Linked DNA regions of Mus musculus: region 1 is linked to region 2. The links are chromatin contacts, called in public Micro-C maps. All regions are on one chromosome and are shown on one strand. The core of a region is the stretch at or near the end of the contact, and the rest is flanking DNA. Distances in the headings are between cores, read along the strand shown. Region 1 overlaps Efhd1 (EF hand domain containing 1). Region 2 holds the start of Prss56 (protease, serine 56).

Region 1 (6,504 bases), core at 2,034-4,533, 110 kb before region 2:
CCCCACGTGCTTTCCTGGCTCTGACTCCCAGCTCCCCGTAGGCATGTGCTAACACACCCAGCTTTCTACGTGTGTTCTGGGGATTAAACAGCTAGGACAGCTAGAGCCTCAATCCCAGCCACTCTCAACTTTCCTAACGCTGCGACCCGTTGATATAGGTCCTCATGCGGTGGTGACCCCCAACCATAAAATTATCCTCCTTGCTACTTCATAACTGTAATTTTGCTACTGTTGTGGACTGTAATGTAAACACCTGATATACAAGATACTGATATGTGACCCCGCAAGGTGTTGCGACCCCCCAGGTTGAGAACCACTGTTATATTCAACTATTTCCCCAACCCTGATACACTATTTTTTAAGTAAATAATTTAATTATATTTTAATTATATTTGTTTATAAGTACATTTATGGTCTTTTAGGGGTGTGTAAATTGGTCTTGAGTCTTGAGCTCACAAAGATCCACCTGCTTCTGCCTCCCAAGTGCTGGGATTATAGACTTTTACCAGCCCCAACCTAAGTTTTTACATGAAAAATTTATTTATTTACTTTGTGCGTGTGTGTGTTTGTGTGTGTATGTGTATATATGTATATGTGTACGATAGCAGTATGTGTGTGTGTGTGTGTGTGTGTGTGTGTGTGTGTGTATGTGTACCATGGCACACATGTGGTGGTCAGAGGACAACTGTAAAGTTGATTTTTTTTTTTTTTTTTTTTGGTTTTTCGAGACAGTGTTTCTCTGTGTAGCCCTGGCTGTCCTGGAACTCACTTTGTAGACCAGGCTGGCCTCGAACTCAGAAATCCGCCCGCCTCTGCCTCCAGAGTGCTGGGATTAAAGGCGTGTGCCACCACACCCGGCTGTAAAGTTGATTCTTTTCTTCATGTGAGTCCCTGAGATTAGACTCAGGCTGTCAGGTTTGTCCTTTACACACTGAGCCATCTCACTGCCCCCCACCCCTGGCCCCCCTTTTTCATATCTCTTAGCCATTTCTATTTTTTTCTCATGTGTTCTGTATCCACATAAGACTGCTTACCTTTCTTGTGGTTTACTAAGAGATCTTTGTAGGCCTTAGTAAGTTTCAAACAGGTTAGCTCTGCTGCGTGTCATTTGAGTGTGCTGGGGCTGTGGCTGTTTTGTTGGTTTGCACACATGCCAGAACACACATGTGGAGGTCAGAGGGCAGCTTGCAGACTCAGTTCTCTCCTTCTGCCCTGTGGGCCCCTGGGATCAAACTCACCCGGGCAGGCTTTACATCAACTGTCTTTATACACTGAGCTGCCTCATCGACCCTGTTTATTATTTTTGTTTCTTGTTCCTCAGTGTTCTGGCTGTCCTGGAACCCACTCTGTAAACTAGGCTGGCCTCAAACTCACAGAGATCTACCTATCTCGGACTCCTGAGTGCTAGCATTAAAGATGTTTGACACCCCACTGGCTCTGTTTATTAACTTTTGAGACGGGAGGGTCTTGCTATGTCGCTGGTCTCAGTTGATGCTCCTGTGTTGGTCTCTGGAACGAGTTGAGACTACCACTGTGTGCCACGAATTCTTGGCTTCTGTATGGTATCTTTTGACTCCAGACATTTTTACATAAAGTCTGTCAAATCTTTCTTTCCTCTTACCAGAGAGACGGCCTTAGAAAAATGTCCCCCAACATCAAGGTTACATAAACAGTCAGGTTTGTTTCTGTCTAGCATTTTTATAGCTTTACAAGAAATACCACGTAAATATTTAATCTCTGAAATGTATTCTGTTCTATTGGTAGGGTAATCATTAACCTTATTTCTCTTCCAAATAGTTACTCAGTAAGCCCCACATTTATTGTGTAACACACTTCTTCTTCCACATTCAAAATGTGTAACCTAAACGAAGTAGTCTTTGAGGGCAGCTGTGTTAGGGCCTCTGCAGAATAAATTCTTAAATTGCAGTCCCCCCTCTCCTAGCCTCCTCTCCCAGGGTTACTTTCCAGTTACTTGGTTCCCTTCTCTGTAATTTTTATAAAGCTAGCATGGTGGCTCACAGGTAACATCAGCATCAGAAGGCTGAGGTAGGAAGATTGCCAACAGCTTCAGGCCAGTGTTGGCTATGGTGTGAAACAAAACAAAACACCCTATGAATTAATTATTCACCTTGTATACGTGCATGCCATGGTGTGTGTATGGAGGTCAGAGGACAACTCTGTTGGTTCTCTTCTACCATGTGGGTCCCAGAGAATTGACAGATTGTCAGGGTTTGCCCCACAAAAGCCTACAAGCTGGGGGGACGGGGCAATGGAGGGATGGATCTGTGGTTAAGGGCACTTGCAGGGGACTCGGATTCCTCCCCAGCATCCACACCGTGGCTCACAACCATCCCTACCTCTACTTCTAGGGGATCCATCACAGTCTTCTGGCCTCTGTGAGCACCGGGCATGCATGTGGTATGCAGACATAAATGGAGGCAAGACTTTTATACACACAAAATGGACACATTTTTTTAAATTACAAATTTGGGCCGGAGAGATGGCTCAGCATTGAAGATTGCTCTTCCAGAGGTCCTGACTTCAATTACCAGCAACCACATGGGGGCTCACAACCATCTGTAATAAGGACCCGATGCCCTCTTCTGACGTGTCTGAAGATAGTACAGTGTATTCACATACATGAAATGAATGAATAAATCTTTTTTTAAAAAAAAGTTTTTAAAAAAAAATTACAAATTTATTGGCCTAAAGAGCATTGTGCAGTTTCTATAAACACCACCATTCCCCACTTATAAACAGATGGACCAAACCACCAGAAGAGGTTTCTCCAGGTTTTCAGGTGGCACCAAAAGCACATACATAGGAAGAATGTGCCGGACAGTGGTGGTGCACTCCTTTGATCCCAGCACTTGGGAGGAAGAGGCAGGCGGATTTCTGAGTTCGAGGCCAGCCTGGTCTACAGAGTGAGTTCCAGGACAGCCAGGACTACACAGAGAAATCCTGTCTCGAAAAACCAAAATAAGAAAGAAAAAAAAAAAAAAAAAAAAAAAGAAGAGTGTTAGACAGACAGGCACCACTTTAACAGGCTTCCCAAATCCCAACTGCAGGGTCTTAGCTCCCAAGGCTGGAATGCCCTGCTTTCTGCTTCTTACTCAGACCTCGCTCTGCCTTGGACAGTGGGGAGTTTGGGGGTGGGAGGGACTAATCAAAGAGATGGAGTGATGTGTGCAGGGTCTTGTGGCTTCTCTGAGGTCCCTGGAGCTGTCTGGATTAAAAGGAATACTCCGGTCTCCCACCTGCAGCTTCCAACTCTCTCACTAGAGGCCGGCAAAGACTCAGTTTGCAGCAGTTCTTAGAGAGCTAGCACATTGGTTGAAAGCAAGTAGGTCAAAAGAAACCAGGCCCCCAGCAACAGGACAGAGGCCAGGAGGGTAGGGACACTGGTGGCTGCTGCATTTCTCTTGGTTCTCTCTTCTCTTGTGAAAGATGTGGGGTGCGGTAGAGACTTCAGCATTGCAGATGGGGGCTGTGGGATGCAGGGAATGCCTGCCGCTCGGTACCTGGCTCCTATGATGCTTGGTCCTTAGTAAAAACGTGGTGGTTGGCTGCTTTAAGAAGGCAAATAGGCCACTGAGGGGGAGGATGTTTTTTCAAGGGTTGCGTGTTATGAAGGGAGTTTCGTTGTCTCCTGTTCTTCTCTCATCGTGAGGCTCTCACGTCCGCCCTTACCCTGTGCTTTCCACCCTGAGCTCAACAAGCACGTAGCCTGCAGAGCTTTGCAGAGGCCTTGCCCTTGAACTCCCAGGCCAAGACAAACTTCTTTCCTTTCTAAACTATCCAGGCTGGGACTGGGACATTCTGTTATCGCAAAAGAAACCAGGCTGAACATGTAGCCACCCTTAAAGCACGTCATCTACCAGAAGTCCCCACGAGGAGCTGCCTTCCACAGTAACACTTCTGAGGGGCCCCAGGAGCCCACTCAGAAAAGAGGGAGTGTTGCTCCAGCTGAGCATCCAGGGGCTCTCCATTCCTCAAGACCTCTTCCTGACCTCTAAAGAGGAGGGCTGGCTAACGGGATGGTTCAGAGTGTTTGTCATCAAGCCTGACAGCCTGAGTTTGATCCCCCAGGGTCCATGTGATGGGAGTTAACCTCTGACCTTCATAGGTGTACCCCTTCCCTCCATGCAAAATAAATAAGTACAACATAATTTTAAATAGGTGTAGGTGGAGATGACAGTGTTCACAGTCATAGAAGGTCCTGGTGTGCCTGAACCATTAGCGAATCCCCTCTGCTCTCTCCTGGCAATGTTTGTTCTGAGGTCCAAGGCTATACAAGCTTGCTCTGTCAGTTCAACAGATGACCAACGGCATCCCCATCATAACTCAGGGGTCTCCCAACCCCAGCCAGCCAGCTAAAGAAGGAGGAGGAAGAGGAGGAAAAGGGAAGGAAGGAAGGAAACAAGGAAGGGAGGGAGGGAGGGAGGGAGGAAGAAAGAAAGAAAGGAAAGAAAGAAAGAAAGGAAAGAAAGAAAGAAAGACAGAAAGACAGACAGAAAGACAGAAAGAAAGACAGAAAGACAGAAAGAAAGACAGACAGACCAGTTCAACCCAAGTACATCCAGTATACCAGGCACTCCCGGTTCACCCATTATAGTCCCTTACTGCCCGACAACCTTATTTGTTTTCCTATTTATAGTCCACAAAGACTGGCATGGTGTCGAGTTGGAAAAGGTCCGAGCTGTGACTCTGGGGACTGGGAGGGAAGGAGAGGTAGAGAACAAAGACAGAGGGTGGGGGGGAGCTCAGAAGCTTATTCCCCCACAGGCCCCGAGATGCTCGCTCGTCCCGAGGGAAGGGATTCTTAACTTCACAACTGTGGCTAGAGGTGTCCACACACCACTGTGTTAGAGCTCTTCATTTGTAAATGGCAGAAATAAAATTTCTCAGTAGGACAAAGGAGGCAAAGGATGTGTCAAGAACCCCTGGCTGACAAGATGGCTCAAAAGGTAGAGATGCCTGCTGCCAAGATGGACAGCCAGAGTTCAAGCCCTGGACTGACACAGGAGGACATCTAAGTCACCCTCTGACCTCCACACATGCATGGATGTATATATGTCCTATACAATAAATAAGGTAAAAAAAAAAAAAAGTAAAAAAAGAATGCCCAGGGGCTAAAGCTAGGTGTGATGGTGCGTATCTGCAATCCCAGCCCTTAGGAGGGAGGGGCACGGGCATGAGGAGTTCAAGGTCATCCTCAGATACATAGGGAGTTAGAAGCCAAGCCAGCCTGCACTCTGTAAAACCGTCAGCTTCCACAGTTAACAGCATTTGCTGCTCTTAGAGAGGGCCCAGGTTTGATTCTCAGCTCCCATATGGCAGCTCACTACCATTTATAACTCCAGTTCCAGATCTGATGCTCTCTTCTGGCCTCCAAGGTACCAGGAACCCAGGTCACAGACGTACACACAGACAAAACATTCATACACATAAAATAAATTTTAACGATGGTCTTGGTAAGATCCATCTTAACTCTCCCCACCCCAAACACACACACACACACACACACACACACACACACACACACACACAGAGAGAGAGAGAGAGAGAGAGAGAGAGAGAGAGAGAGAGAACAACAGACTATGTAGTACATGCCTATAATTTCCAGCTAAGACAGGAAGATCTCTGTGTTCAAAGCCAGACTGGGCTACATAGTGAGGTCAAGGCTATTATATATAAAAGAATGATACTCTGTCTCAAAAGAACAGAAAGAACTCCAGGGTGGCTAGGCATGCTGGTACAAGCCTACAGTTCCAGCACTTTGGAAAGCTAAAGCAGAGAGCCTATAGCTGAAGCCAGCCTGAGAGAGACTCTTCTGTCTCCAGAAAGGAAGAACTTGCTCAAGTGGGCACAGCACTGCTCTGTCAGCTTGAGATCTGACTGCAAGCCCAGGTGGCCATGGGTGGATGCAGCAACATAAAGGTGTGGCCTGTGAGGTCTAGATGGCCACATGTCTTTATACATCCAAGCCCACATACCTGGGATAACCTAGAAACGGGACCAAGACAAGGCTTGGAGCTCACAAAGGACTGATGTCAATGTCACTGGAACCTCTTAAAGGGGCCAAGAACTGACAAAACTGCTTTGGAGGTCTCCAAGCCTTGGATGTCCACTTGTGTGAGAAAAGGTCACAGTGGAAGCTAACCAAAAGATAACCAAGTAGCTTAGATTCAGTTGGGTCACCTATGGGTGGCCCTTGAATAAAACAAGAGAAAGCATGCTGAAGAGATGGCTCAGTGGTTAGTAGTACTGCTCTTGATCCCAAGGGCTCAGCTGAGTCAGAACATACAACAGGACAACAGAAGATGGTCCAGTGCTACCATCCAAGTTATATGACACCATGACTGAAACATCCTGAAGCCTTCCAATAAAACCCCTGTACACACACACACAAAAAGTAAGAATTTAGGCACAGTGGCCCATAGCAATCCACCTGCCCCAGCCTTAATATACTTGGATTACAGACATAAACTATCATGAAAGGTC
Region 2 (6,271 bases), core at 2,665-5,164:
CGGTAGGGGGCGACATTACCCTTTGTTTCCGGGCGCCGCTCCGGCTTTGGTTTCTGGAGCCAGGTTCCCGCAATTCGCGATCCTGGAGGAGACCACAGGAAGTTAGTGGGCACGCCTCGGAGAGGTTACATGATTCCGAGACTCTGGGGCCTAGGCCTGGCTGGGGGCACTCAGGATACCTGAGTATAACCGCTGTTCTCGGGGATTGTGACCGGGAAGCTCCTGGAGCGACGGCGCGGAGCGAGCGGGCGCGGAGACTCCACGCCGCAATCCTGGCCGGGGGCCGAGCAGCTCCTGGGCGCCCCGCAGCAGACCAAGCAGGGTGTGCGCCAGTGACCGTAGCTCTGCGAGCGGTTTAGAGGTGTAAGGGGCCCACCGAATGGTGGGGCTCGCACCCCATCTCCCACCCCCACCCTCCAACCTCCCACCCCTACTCCTCCTCCCCCACCCTGGCAGGGGTAAACAGGACTGACCGCACCGTCGCCTGCGCTGCAGACACTGTTGGAGCGCTAGGCGCGCACAGGAGCTCTCGGACCCTAGGCACTGGCGCGCATAGAAGGCACAGAGGCCCGGGGCGTCCGTGAACGGCTCCTCTTCCCGAGCGTTCCAATTTAGAAGTTCTCTGCAGCTAGGCTCGCGAGTGGAGGGGCCCGCTGCAAGCAGATGCCAGATCACCCCTTGTATGTGGATCTACAAGTCACTCATCCGCAGCTCCTCCACAGAGACCCGAGTAGCGGGATGGAAACCGGCTTGCCCAGACCTATCCGAGGTACCATTAGCTAGGGGATGCTCACCGCTCATCTGCTCCTGCAGCCAGTCTTTGAACACGGTCACACGGGTGTAGACCCCAGGCTTCCCTGGTTCCCCACAGCCATCTCCCCAAGAAGTGACTCCAAAGAGGACCTCTCTGGGGCGCGGGCCGGGCTCGGAACAGGTTAAAGGGCCCCCGGAGTCACCCTAAGGGACCAGAGCCAACAGAGAGCAATGCATTCACAATCGATCGAATTATATCTGCCTAGTACCTGGTAGGGAAGGATTGGCTCTGGCTGCGTCTGTGATTACTACTTGTTTCCATTTTATTTAGGAAGATTTAGCGGTAGGTAGGAGCTTTCAGCTAGACCCAGAGAGAACAGGGTTATCTTGCCAAGGGGAGAGACGCACCCAGGGCCCCCTGTCAGTTTTAGCTCATACCTGGCATGAGTCGATGCCCCCTGCCAGGTAACCAGCGCAGAGCATGGTGCTGGGCCGCAGCCCAGGCCCCAGGACCTTTTGACAGGTGTCTGCACTGAGCAGCGGAACGCGGGCCTCCCTCACTGCCTCAGACTCAGGCCCGTCTACAGGAAAGAATGTAAGGGGTCTGGGTTTGGAAGGCAGAGGCTGCGCCTCGAGATCCCCTCTCACTTGCCCTCTTTAATTCCTCGTGGTTTATGCGATGGAGCATCATTCTAGTCTCTCCAAACCCCACCTCTTCAGCTTACTTCCACCACCCCTAGCCCCGCCCCCATTGGTTCTTCACTACCCCTTGCAGCTAGCTTATCCAGGCCCTAACTGGCAATACCTTCGAAGAGAGCCCCCCAGCCTGCAATGGCGCAGGGGGTGCCGGCAGGAGGCTCCCGAGAACCCTGGGGAAGGCAAATGGGGCGCGCAGGCCCCTCTGGGCTCACAGGCGTCCACAACTGTACCAAGGCCAGGTCATTGTGAAAAGTCTGCGGGTCAAACTAGAGAGCAGGTGGCGGTTCAAGGTCAAGGAAGAGGGTTTGGGATGCTATTCCCAGCTCTGAGGACTCAGGGCGTGTCTTCTCACCTTAGGGTGGGGCAAGATGCGGTTCACCTGCACTTCTTCCGCTTGCTCCCCCTGAGGCCCCTCGGCGAGCATCACAGTCCACAGAAGCTCATTCGAGGCACTGCAGCGCAAGTAGTGGGTGACACCAATCAGGGACAGAGGGTGGCGTGAGGCCCCCTCAGAGGCCCAGACCCTCATGCACCCACACCATCCAGTGAGCCTGTAAGTGTGGCTGTTGTGACCCAAGGGAAAGAGAGGGAGACCGGGAAGGTGCAGATTCCCTGCAGTGGGAAAATTCAGTGTGATGTTCTCCTACCCTGGGATCCCTCACCCCCACCCCCACCCCCACCCGCAACCGGCATTTTAAGGCCCGAGGTTGGGAGCTAGCTTCCGCTAGGGGGCAGCAGAGACCTGCTCTGCTCTGCTTTGGCCCATGGGTGCTTAGACTCCCATCGGATTGGGTGGCCCTGCTGAGCAGGTGCCTGGAATCTCGACGACGTACCCGGCGAAGCAATGTGCAGCCGTGAGCACCCAGGATGCTGCTACCAGGACACCCCCGCACAGAGGCAACCCTCCAAGTTGCAGCCTCACTAGCCAAGGCCAGGCCCCCGAGGGAGCCGTGCTGCCACCGACTATGCGGCCGTGAGCCCGGGTCGTGTTGGCAACGCCTTGATGTCTTTCTCCACATTGTACTAGAATGGCAGAAACGGCGTCATGAAGCAAAAGTTTTAGTTATCTTCACGTTGAGGCCCACCTCGCTTTCAGCCCTTGGAGTCTTTTAGTTTCACCTGGCTCCGGTGGGTCCTGGAGGAGGGGGGCTTGAGGTCTAGGGCGTCCAGGTCCTACTGAGAAACAATCCTTTGAGCCTCGCTGCGCCCTCTTGCGGATCTTTCGCTTTATTGGGGGGGGGGGCTGGGCCTCATCTTTCAACCACTCTCCACTTGGCCCGCCTTCTAGCACATGGAACTATTTGAGCAGCCATGAACTGTGACCACCTGAGCCCACACTCTCCCCTCCTCCCTGCTGTGTCTCAAGTTTGGCATACCCCTTCCACTTGGACCTTCAAAAAGAATCTGACCCCAAGGACGATGGAACCTAAAAATAAGGGCTGGACATGGACAAAAGGAGGAGTCCCCTGTACCAATGTGAGTCTGCTGGGTGGGGTAGCACTTCTGGTACAACCTTGGCATTCATGTAGTCTGTGCTGGATCTCCATCAACACGCGCTTTATGGCCCACTGGGCACTCCTCTGGGCAGCCTGCAATGCCTGAGTCCCCTGGGCAGATAAAACTGGGAGGGGGAGGGACATGGGACACAAAGTCACATTCCCTTGGCAGAGAGCCCCACTCAGTCTAAGTCTTCCTGAACCTTGTCTGGGGAGTCCCAGAGAAGCGTGGTGAACTCTTAGACTACCAGGGATGTAGAGATGGGGAGAGAGGTCAGGCCCCAAGGGCCAGCCCTCAGGGCAGATGGTGCTACAATTGGGAAGGAATCTCTGAAAAGCTCCTTTCTTAAAGATTTCAGAGGAAAACCACTGCCCACCGACATCCAGGTAATATGGTTAAGGTATCCATCTTTGGGCCCAAGGCATGCTGCCCCGGGTCTTCTAACACCGTTATCTCTGGAACCCCTTGGCAGTGTTGCTGTCTCTGCTTCCTGGGTGAGGCTGTCTACCCTCCCTTCCTATATCCCAGTTCCAGGCTCCTCCTTCCAGCAGAAGGTGGGCAGAAGGACCACAGGCCCTCCTAAGTGTGAGAGATAAGCTCATTTCCCTTGTCCTCCCTTGACCTCACTTTCCCTATGCCCCTCCCACCTCCCGTGGTTCCCTCGGACCAGCCCGGCTCACCTTGCAGGGCGCCGGGGGACAGGCGCGTGTACAGTGGATGCCCATGGGCAGTTTGGGAGTCTGGGGACAGTAGCAGCAGCAGCAGCAACAACATAGCCAGCGGCATGGTGACCTGGGGCCAAGGCGGGAGACCCTGTCCTCTTTATTCCTGGACTCTACCCTCTCCTGTGATTCTTCCTGCCCACAGACTTTGTGTCCCTCAAACCATCTGATCCCGTTGTCTTACACTAAACTACTCACTTCTAATGGTCCGCACCTCACCTGGCCCTCACCTCCTGGGAGCCCTCAGGGAAACGATGCCCTGGAGCTATATAGAGGACAGAGGGGTGTGTGTGCGTGGGAGGGCAGCCAGGACTGGGGGAGGGAATGAGGTAGTGGGCTGGACCCTCACCTTTGAAGTCTCATCGTCCCACTCTGCGTCTCCCCACTTCTGTGAAAGCGGCCCTTGTTCCTGCGGTTGCTTCAAAGGGGCTGAGATGGGGCTGGAGAACTGACCGTTGGGCTGGGGGCCAGGCAGAGGGAGACTGGTGGGCAGGGGCTGGGAGGGGGGATCCCCATCTGTTTCTGCCACCCTGGGGAGTCCACTGCTCTGCTGGGACAGGCACTTTTGGAGGGAGGAGAGCTAGGGATAGGGGTGGGTGTCCTGGGCAGTCTCACCCCCTAAGCAAGCCATTGAACTTCCAGCCCCTCTGCCCCTAATTGCTTGGCAGTGTCCCTCCTCCGTGTGGCCCTTTCTAAAGATGATCAAAGCATTCTAATTTGCGCCATAATTGCTGCACTGGGGTAGCGGGGTGGGAAGAGGCAAAAGCAAGCGGGAGATGAAAGGCCCCACTGTGGCCCAGTTTGGGGAGCGCAGGATCCAGCAGGACCCCTGTCCCTGCCCACTCAGTGTGTCCAGCTTTGTTTTCAGTTGCTGTGACCCTGATCTGGCAGGAGGGACTCTTGAGAGAAGGTCATAAACAGGCAACTGTCCTGATATCCAGTCACCACCTGGGGTAGGGCCGAGCCTTTGGGTACAAACAAAACAAAACTACCCTTGGCACCTTGATTTGTGCTGGCAGCAGGGACATGTTGGTTAAGGGTTTAAGTACAGGAATTGGGACACACTGTGGCTAGGGGATGTGTTCTCTTCAAAGGGACTGCTTATCACAGCACGTAGCCTGTCTCCCACCACCAGGAAGGTAGAGAGAACGGTAGGTATAGATTGTTGTGTCAATTCAATGACACTAGGGATTGGAGTTATCTCTGCATATCATAGGTAAATCCTATGTGCTCTCCAAGTTTCTAGCAGAGAGGTATGGCTCCTGTATGCCTGCTGAAGCCTGGCCAGGCCGGAGTGGCCAGCATAGAACTGTCTGTCCTCACTCTGCCTTCTTGGCATGTGTCAGGCTTTGAGTCCAGTCTGATGGCAGGAAGGGAGTAGACCCTTCTCTCACCCACACAGCAAAGGGCAGGGCATGGAAAAGCACACTGTTTCAGATCTGGCTCCTACAAGTTGAGAAGACCCCCACCCCACCCCACCCCATCCTTGTCTCGACTCCTGGGATCCTACAAGTTGTTGGGAGCATGTGGAATCTCTTCCTTTGGCTGGCATCAGAGCAATCTTTCTTTTCCCCCAGGATCAGATTCCTGGGCAATTTTAATTCCCAGGGGTAAGGTGGTCTTTTTGTTTTAAGAGTCTCAATGGAGCCTAATGGAGGGCCGTAGGTCTCCTTCACCCCTCCCAAAGGCAGAGACAAGCCCTTGGGCTCTGTACTTCCACTTTGAAAGGAGGAAGAGAGACGGGGTGTGGCAGGGAACCTTGGGGGTTTCTTCAATATATCTAGAAAGCCTTAGTGGGTTCTCAGGAGGTATCTGTGAGTTCAGGTGAGGAAGAAGGGTTGGGGGTGTGGGAGGGATGGGAGGAGTGAAAGGGGACACAATGCCCCCTCCCCCAGAATCCAATGATGTAGCCTCTTTATAGGTATGCTCTGGATGAGCTCTGTGTGTGTGTGTGTGCAGGGGGGGGGGTGTCCCCCTCCCTCCCTTCCCTCCCTCACTTAGGCCTCCACATAGTCACAGAGGATCCGTTACTCACTGCACCACAGTCTCCTCACTGTGAAGTGTTTCACGCATTTGATCCTGGCTCAGTCATGAGCCATCTACCTTCTACTTAAACTTAAATCAGCAGAGGCAGGATGATTCTGGTGAGTTTGGGGCCAACCTGGTCTACATAGTGAGTTTGGGGCCAACCTGGTCTATACAATGAGTTTCAAGCCAGCCAGGAAATACACAGTGACAAAGAGACAAGTGACATGTCCCTTGATCTCCATGCTCTTTTAGGAGAAGGAGCAGAGAGGAACAGGAGGATGGCTTAAGAAACCCCCAGGCTGTCTTTGAGGACAGCATCTCTGCATCAGCATCAGCCGGCCCAATGGGCACAGGGGTGGCTGTGAGCCGATGTTTGATGCAATGGAATTTGAGAGGAGCCTGACATCAGAGCCTCTGTGGGATGAGAGGCCATTCAGCTGTGACTCAGACAGGCCCGTGAGGCTGACTGTACTCCTGAGTGAGCTTTCGTGAGTCACTTCCTGTTGGAGCCCAAATCATCCCCCCCAAAAGATATGCTGGAGTTTCAACCCCCTTACCTCAGAATGTGACTT

Evidence for each region. Hi-C and Micro-C count contacts between places; a contact is called where the count stands out from the background.
Region 1: a Micro-C map of granulosa cells shows a contact between it and region 2, with 2.0 times the contacts expected there. The contact joins the enhancer-like site here to the promoter of Prss56 in region 2. A contact is called at or near these places in 3 of 39 promoter capture datasets (embryonic stem cells, macrophages and stem cell-derived epiblast-like cells), 3 of 15 datasets of contacts at CTCF or cohesin (all in embryonic stem cells), 18 of 484 Hi-C or Micro-C datasets (cardiomyocytes, embryonic stem cells, granulosa cells and 3 more), 6 of 115 datasets of contacts at active chromatin or transcription factors (all in embryonic stem cells) and 1 of 9 other capture datasets (adipose tissue).

Annotation. Positions count from the first base shown.
Region 1 is chr1:87,289,845-87,296,348 of GRCm38.p6, reverse strand. The region is part of intron 2 of Efhd1 (EF hand domain containing 1); the gene reads right to left. It overlaps Gm41911 (a long non-coding RNA gene), which reads left to right. Exons shown (of 4, transcript XR_878348.2): 4 at 2,370-2,517. Among named protein-coding and RNA genes, the nearest start is that of Gm41911, 17 kb to the left of the region's middle. Within about 2 kb of position 3,283, at least 43 of the 459 cell types and tissues checked have an H3K27ac peak or open chromatin away from gene starts, as enhancers often do. A contact at or near this core is called in adipose tissue and granulosa cells, where this site is marked.
Region 2 is chr1:87,180,957-87,187,227 of GRCm38.p6, reverse strand. Prss56 (protease, serine 56) reads right to left here and starts at 3,914. Exons shown (of 13, transcript NM_027084.2): 1 at 3,630-3,914; 2 at 2,966-3,073; 3 at 2,572-2,625; 4 at 2,286-2,475; 5 at 1,805-1,904; 6 at 1,559-1,718; 7 at 1,192-1,334; 8 at 795-957; 9 at 474-653; 10 at 180-344; 11 at 20-82. The coding sequence starts at 3,735.